Regions from separate parts of the Triticum aestivum genome. Here region 1 is linked to region 2. The links are chromatin contacts, called in public Hi-C maps. All regions are on one chromosome and are shown on one strand. The core of a region is the stretch at or near the end of the contact, and the rest is flanking DNA. Distances in the headings are between cores, read along the strand shown.

What was found. A called contact is a pair of places that touch in the nucleus more often than the background predicts.
Region 1: a contact with region 2 is called in a Hi-C map of leaf, with 6 times the contacts expected there. The contact joins two enhancer-like sites. A contact is called at or near these places in 3 of 5 Hi-C or Micro-C datasets (all in leaf).

The regions. Positions count from the first base shown.
Region 1 is chr6B:576,694,868-576,698,731 of IWGSC CS RefSeq v2.1, reverse strand. No RefSeq gene overlaps it. Among protein-coding and RNA genes, the nearest start is that of LOC123134465, 280 kb to the left of the region's middle. Within about 2 kb of position 1,476, at least 5 of the 8 cell types and tissues checked have an H3K27ac peak or open chromatin away from gene starts, as enhancers often do. A contact at or near this core is called in leaf, where this site is marked.
Region 2 is chr6B:576,172,319-576,176,379 of IWGSC CS RefSeq v2.1, reverse strand. No RefSeq gene overlaps it. Among protein-coding and RNA genes, the nearest start is that of LOC123138125, 170 kb to the right of the region's middle. Within about 2 kb of position 1,704, at least 6 of the 8 cell types and tissues checked have an H3K27ac peak or open chromatin away from gene starts, as enhancers often do. A contact at or near this core is called in leaf, where this site is marked.

The sequences.
Region 1 (3,864 bases), core at 227-2,726, 520 kb before region 2:
GACCTTTTTTCGAATTTCGATGAACTTTTTTAAACTCGATGAACTTTTTTTTAATTCAATTTTTTTTAATTCAATGACCCTTTTCCAAACTTTGATGAACTTTTTTTCAAACTCGGCGAACCATTTTTCAAATTCGATGAACTTTTTTCTAATAACAAGAGTACATACTGTAGGAAACCGGTTTTTTCTAAGAGAAAACGGTCTATACTGTAGCAGTTTTTAGAATGAAGAAAAAAAATGGTCGAGCGGGAGCCAACGATCGAGCGAGCGGCGGCACCCAGCGATAGAGCGAGCGGGGGCAGCCAGCGAACGCTGCTGGGCCAGGCCCATGCTATCGACACATCGGGCACTGGAATCGCGAACGGGCACTGAAGGCGCCAAGGAGGACGTCCCCAAAATTTTAGTACCACATCAGATAGAAAATATTTTTTTCGATGGTGAATGGATGAAAAAGTCAGAGAAACCCAGGTTGTTTTATTAACAGGTAGTATAGTATATATAGTTGTAGATAGATATAGATATAGATATGTATAATATGTATACATATAAGAGCATCTCTAGCGGATTCCGTATAAGTCCACCGAACTGCGTTTTTATGGTCGTTTTACGGGATGGGCCAAAAAACGGTCCATGCAGGTCCGCTAAAAAAGGCCCGGCCCGTAATTTTTTTACCGGCGGCCCGCAAACCGCCCGTGATTCCGGTATATATGCGGGAGCCAAGACGATTTAGGGTTCGCATCCCGCACATCCCCCATCCGCCTCCGCCACAAAATCCATCCTCCGACGACAAATCCAAACACCTCCGATGACGTTTTGGGGCGCATTTGGCCACCGGAGATGGCGTTCGCAGGTCCGGGCGTGGCAGCGGCGGGGGTTTCGACAGCCGCGGTGGGTTCGGGTGTCGTGGTGGGTTCGGTGCCCGCGGTGGGTTCGGCGGCGGCAAGCGACGCAACGACGAAGAGGCTGATAGCTCCTCCCTTTGTCCTCCAGTGCTGGAGAGGCGCATGGAGCAGGCGCGCACCCGCGGCGCGAAGTCCCTCAGCGCCGGACTAGATGTTCCAAATTGAGTGGGTATCTGGCGACGTTTAACGGTATCCATTCTGCCGATCCATCCGTCGTCCTGCAAATTTTGTAAGATGGATCTGCCAGAGATACTCTAAAAAGGCATCATATATCACATCCATGTACTATTGGTGCCTCCAGCTAGAGAATTGTTGGCGATATGAGTCATCGAGATGAACAGGTCTAAACCACCGTAGCTACGTCAGTCACATTGATGGTTGATGGCGTTGGGAGTGACAAGCCTGGAGAGAGGAAATAGTCCAAGACTGCTCTCCAGGGTAACCAAATTGTTCAGCTGTACCGAAACGTCATGCGCCAGTTTGGACGTCAGCAGTAGCAGTAGTACTGGCAGCAGGAGAGAACAACACACGGGCAGTAGCTTAGCCGTTTGGAAAGACGGGACGCAGCTTCTCGAGGGACGCTAGAACAGTGAGTGAAGTTGCGGGAGACAAACCACGCGTGCGGTGGTGAGCCATCGACCCCATGCACTGAAACCTAGAGGGAGGTATGGGTGAGAATGAGATCACATCACACGGCTCGACTGTTGAAGCCATCCCGTCAGGCCAGCGATCACACACGGCCTCATGCCAACTTCATCGCGCGACCCCACCCTGTTCGGCCCTGTCCGTTTGGAACAAAAGGACAAATGAAACGGCCCAGCGCGCGATGGTCCGAACCCATCCTGTCCGTTTTGTGTCCGGACCCATCCATTTCGAGCGCAAACTTGCGTCGGGTTTGGGTCGCGACGGACACCAAACGGACGCGCGCCTCGTCCGCGTCGGGGCCGCGTGGCAGGCGGCCACCTATCTCCCACCCGCCCACATCAATGTGCACGGGGCGGACGGCCCCACCTGTCATCCACACATGAAAGGGTCGCCGTCCTTCTTTAAGTGCAAACCGTGGACCGATCGTCGTCCACACTGCCCCACGCCACCCCGCGGCCTCCTCGAAACCCGACAGCCCCAGGCCCCAAACCCTAACCAAGAACTCGCCGGCCGGCCGCCTGCAGCCATGGGGCTCTGGAACTACGGCCGCAAAGGCAAGCACAACCGCGAGGCTGGCTCCTCGTCGGGGCGTCGCCGCGGCTCGGTGAAGAAGGAGGAGCCGGCCTCGCCATCGCCATCGCCACCACGTCGGGCCCCCTCGCCACCGGCGTTCTTCATCGCCCCCTCGTCCGCCGGCGAGCGCGACCGGTGATGGGGTCATGTACCTAGGATAGGGTCACAGACCTGATCTAAGTACCCTGCCCAAAGACACCCTTAGAAGAGGTCACCTTCCAGTCGACCAACGAGGGACTCACTCGACTGACTTGAAGGACTCGACCACGAAGACTCACTCGACCACCCGAAGGTCAAGAGGCACTCTGCACTGCAACGGCCTGTAATTAAGTAGACTTTATGATGGTAAAGACACTTTATGTGGGGCGTTACCAGTAACGCCCCGGACTTAACTCACCTTAAACCCTCTCCTACGTGGGCTGGCTGGGGTCCTGGCGCACTCTATATAAGCCACCCCCCTCCACAGGTAGAGGGGTTCGGCACCTTGTAACTCATATACACATAATCCACTCGACCGCCTCCGGGCTCCGAGACGTAGGGCTATTACTTCTTTCGAGAAGGGCCTGAACTCGTACATCCCTTGTGTTTACAACCTCTCCATAGCTAGGACCTTGCCTCTCCATACCTACCCCCCACTCTACTGTCAGGCTTAGAACCACGACAGTTGGCGCCCACCTTGGGGCAGGTGTTTTAGCGATTTTGTGGGGAAGTTGCGATTCTTCCGAGTACTTTCATGATGGTGGCTGCTGGAGTTTTGGTCGAGGGTCGAGAGATCCGTCTCGGCGCTCTCACCTTCATCGCCGACGACTCCGCTTGGCTCCAGGAGGCTCCACTCGACGTTGATGCGCTCCCCGTCCGCGGTGCGACGCATTTTCGCGCATGTGTCCGCGGCATTCTGCTGCGGCAACCGTCGACCCCGTATCAGTCGACTCCTCCATTGTCCACCCTCCCGGTCTCCCGCCAGCGCAAGCGCTCGGGCCGGTCGAGGCTTCAGCGGTGGGTGAGGCACGCGGTGGCTCGCCAGACGGCCATCACTCATGTTGCGGCAATCGAGCCCGACGAATCTCTCTACGGCCTGTTCGATCTGTCGACTGGCTCCGTGGAGACTGCATCCGAGTGCGATAGCAGTGATCCAGCGGCGGAAATCCTGATGGTCGACGGGCCCCGCAGTCCCCCTGGCTTCGCCCGTGATGGTGGGGCAGGCGACGGAGGCGACCCCGCACGAGACCATGAAGAGTACCAGCCCGAGCCACTCGACTCTCTGCAAAGAGAGGAACTTCGCCGCAGGAACGTGGATGCCCTGCGTACACCCATCGCATGAGAAACCCCCGAGGCTCGCGCCTTGGAGGAGGCACGTTTGGCCAACTTGGCCGAACGCACTCGACTGGAGAATTTTCAGCGAGCACTCGACGAGCGCGCGCGGCAACGAGTTCCCGACAACAGTCGACGTCAACTCTTCCCGCCGACTCAGGTATATCGAACCCCAATCCAGAATTTAGTAGCTGCGACCCGTATAGCAGAGTCTATCCAGCCTTCTCAGTCGAAAGCTGGCAGAGGCTTGATGCAGATCAGGGATCTGCTCCGGGCAGCAGGAGATCAGAATTCAGCCGTGTCGCAGTCGCGCAACAGAATTCACAGTCGATCCGTCGCTGCGAATACGGGTCAGTCGGCTCACAGCCCCAGATCGCCTCCGCGGCGTGAAGGGCGCGAGAATCGGCGAGACCAATATGGTGACCGACTCGAC
Region 2 (4,061 bases), core at 455-2,954:
GATCTATTGCACAAATATTCTTGCAAAAAGAAGCCCCTTTTTTCACAATCTCATCCACTCAGAGAAAACAAAAACCGTGTCTAGCCTCTTCTTCCACTCTCTCTTCCATACCGCTAGCTTTTCACTGTTTCTAAGGTGATGCATCACTGTCAGGCCGGCTTCACGCACCTGTCGCCAGGATTTTCCCAAGAATATCAAAGTCAGCTTACCCTGGCAGTAGTTAACTGGGAGTAGACACACAAACATGAGTTCTTCTCTAAGTGGTAAATAATAGTATGTATATTTGGAGTAACAAAGTGCAGACAGAACCCTAATTTTCTTCGCATCTGTTGAATTGTTGTCATGCGCTGAATTGGCATCAAGCTAGCCAGCCCATGATCGGATTATCTCAGGGATAAACTAGTGCCCTCACCAGCAGGAGTAGTTAATTGGCCAAGTCTAACAGGCACATGACAAGAGCATTTCTCCCTAGCGTGGCCTTGATTGATTGGACGCGGGAGCACCTTTTGTCCTGTGCAGCCCCCACTCACAAAGCATAGCCAGGATTCCACCTCTCCTCGACGGCGACGTCGCATGCAGGAAAGATTACAGGTGCTACCAAAGCCGGCGGGGCCCTGGCCGTAATGGCGTGTCAATGTGTGCCATGCACCGGGTCGGTTGTGCTGCTGCTCTATTTGTGTTAATCCGCTCGTCGCTTTGGAAGGAAAAAATCTAGCCTGGGGATCGAGGTTGGCCTCACAGTCGACCCGAAAGCATCTGCCGCGGTCGCGATCGGTCGTGTTCGTGTCGCGTGTAGAAAGGAAGAGAAGGACGGGGAAATGAAATTCATTTCTGACGGCGACTGGAAATATAGCGAGGCGGCAAGCGAAACGTCTGCGGGCTAGGAAAATTCATGCTGCGCGTATCTGAAATTCACACCGGCGAGGAGGGGGACTGGCTATCTAGCGCAGTGTTTTGTGTGCATGAAAATTGAAGCGCGGCCGGGCTGAGACGGACGTCGATTGGTACGGCTATGGTGGGTGATAAGCGATCTCTTGATTGCGTGATGTGCTGTTGGTGTCGTTGTGTGGACGGGGGAGGGGGCAGACGAGACGAGATGTGATGATGAGAGGAGGCGACCGGGGCGGCAAGAGAACAAAAACTTGCTTGCTCTCGCCTGCATCCTCACGCTGTCCAGGTTTCCAAGTCGTAATCCGAGCAGTGCAGTTTTGCCGCTTGCAGCGCCGCGCTCGCTATCCGCCTGCCATGCGGTAGCAACGCAGGCAAGGATCATCATCCCGTGGACGCAAGCGCGCCGGCAGCCGCAGCGGCGCGTCGTGCCGGTGAAAACGTATTCTAGTCTACTGCTAGTGCTCTACCAACAGTGGTAGTTTGGGCTGGTGGTAGGTGCGGTGCGGAGTGACTCGCGAGTGTGTCGTGGTTCGCAGCGAATCGGGTGACGGAAAGGAAGCCGCACCTGGAGCCGGAGCCGGGGCCATGGGGCGGGCGGAGGAACAGGAGCAGATGGCAGTGGCTTGGATCGATCGACTGGACCACCAGCCAGCGAGCAAGCGGCGGGTAGGCAACGGGCGCGTCTTCGACCAGTCCGTCCATCGGCGCTTTCCACCAGGGGCCGATCGATTCTGGCATTCTGCTGCTTCGGCCATGTTCCGTGTCCCCCCATCCGACGCCCGCACGTAGTAGTAGTACGTAGGGACCGTCTGCCCCACGCCCCGGTCCAGCCTCGCATCGCTGGCTCTGGCTGCACCGGACGCCGCAGCCACTGCCCCATGATGCTGATGCCTGACGGGACGGCTTGAGCAGTCCAGCAATATCATGTGGCATCACCCATCCGACTCCCTTCCGAGTTTCGGTGCACGGCTCCGTCCGTCCGATCCTTCACCACCGCACGCGTGGTGCCTAAATTTCGTGTTTTGACCTTTTTTCTAAAAATTGATCGAGATCTGACCTTGTCTTGCAAAAATTTCGAAATCTGCCTCTTTTCTTACCATCAGGGTCCACGGCTGTAGGGTATAACAGTCTACGTCCTTCGCGGTAGGGCTACATACTCTACTGGGAAAATTTTCTAAGTATAAAACATAATGCATGCTCGCACCTACCGTCGGGCACTGGCGGTAGGTTTGTACAGGCCAGTAGCCTAATTGACGGTAGGGATGATTCCTACCGCCAAGGTCCTTGACGGTAGGTTGTTACACCAACGGGAATTTATGATTCACGCCAGCTAAAAAAACAATTTATGATTCACCAACGGGGAGAGAATTTCTCTGAGAAAATATGGGAAGAAAAGAAGAAAAAAACAAGAAGAAACAATCGCGGTAGCCTTGTCTCATTTATTACGAGACCTAGCTCCATCTCGTTTGAAGCGCTTGACTGTGCGCTCGTTTGGGGTGTGGGGCTAGTATACTGGCTTTGTGAAGTTTCTACAAACAAGTTTTAGAACCTTTTGTGCAATTTTTTTGCGTTGCATTTTCTTGTTTTTTTCTATATCGCTTTTCTTCCATTTTCCCTATGTGTTTCTCTTTCAGTTTTCATGGTTTTTTGCCAGTTCTGTTATTCATTTTTTTCTGTTTTTTCTAAAATACCCTTAATGTATTACTTAAATAAAGGTTAAACATTTTTCATTTACAGGTTTAACATTTTTCGTATACACATAGAACAATTTTTGAGTACACATTGAACATCTTTAATAGACATTAATTTTTTCACATAGACATTCAACATTTTTCCAACATATTTTGAATCCACGGTGAATCTTTTTAACACATGTTGAACGTTTTTCGTAAATGCCGTGAACATTTCGTTTAAACATGCAAACCATATTTAAGTGTTAGAACATGTTTTCAGTATTGCAATTTTCTTTTTGAATTTCATATAAAAAATTTAAAAAAAACCTCTAACATTCACTTTTACATTATATAAGCATTTTATAAAAATTTCCCATTTTTTTTGAAACCCGTGAACATTTTTTTAATTTCCCGTGCAGTTTTACTGAATGGTAAGGACTTTTTTTATAAAGTAAAATAATATTTTTTACATTTTATAAACTTCTCATGGAAAATGTCACAAACAATTTTTCGAATGGTAAGATTAATTTTTACATAAATTAGCAAACAATTTTTATATTGTATACATTTGATATAATAGGCTGTACATCGCGAACCACATGAATATTGCAACATTACCTTTATTAGAATACATGTCCAACATTTTTAAGATGCATGCTAAACATTTTAAAGTACAAATATAATATTTTAGTAGATGTTAAATAATTTTTAATAGAAATTAAACCTTTTTGTTTAGACAATCAACATTTTCGAGCACATGTGTTAGAATTTTTTTTGTAAATGTAACATTTTTTCATTATTAGTGCATATTTTGTAAAACTTATGCATTTTTTATTTTATAAACATGTGCTTAAACATTTGATGTATTTTACTCTCTGCTAAAAATGTTACAAACATTTTCTGAAATGCCTTGAATTTGTTTGAATGCTTTCATTTTTTTTAATAATTTACAGTCACACTTTTTAAATTGTACAAACATTTTAATAAAAAAATCCAAGAACAATTTTTAAATGTGATGATTTTTTATGCTATCAACATTTTCTTAAAGTTGTGCAAACATATTTTTATTCTCCATGAACATTTTTAAATATATGTTGTATGGTTTAAATATTGAACTGAATTAATTTTTAAAATATTTGTATTTGTTATATTTTCAATAAATAAATAAATAACAAAGAAATGAAGAAGCAAAGAAGAAAGAACAAAGAACAAAGTAGCAAGCAAATAAATAATTAAGATATTAGGCTAGCCATGTATTTGTGATGCAATGTACTCCTTGAGGCGAGATGTCCTTCTGTCTTGCTGCAAGCAAGAACTAGGCGCTCTAAGAAACAACATCCACACATTGATATGTGTCCGGTGTCCTATGTCTCGCGCAGCACACAACTCCACCCTGTAGAGGAGGACACCCTCTAGTAGGCCCAGTGGATACAAAAATCTTATAAAAAATGAATATTTAAGGCGTACCTCCTGCAAAGGTTGCTCCCACCTTTTCTG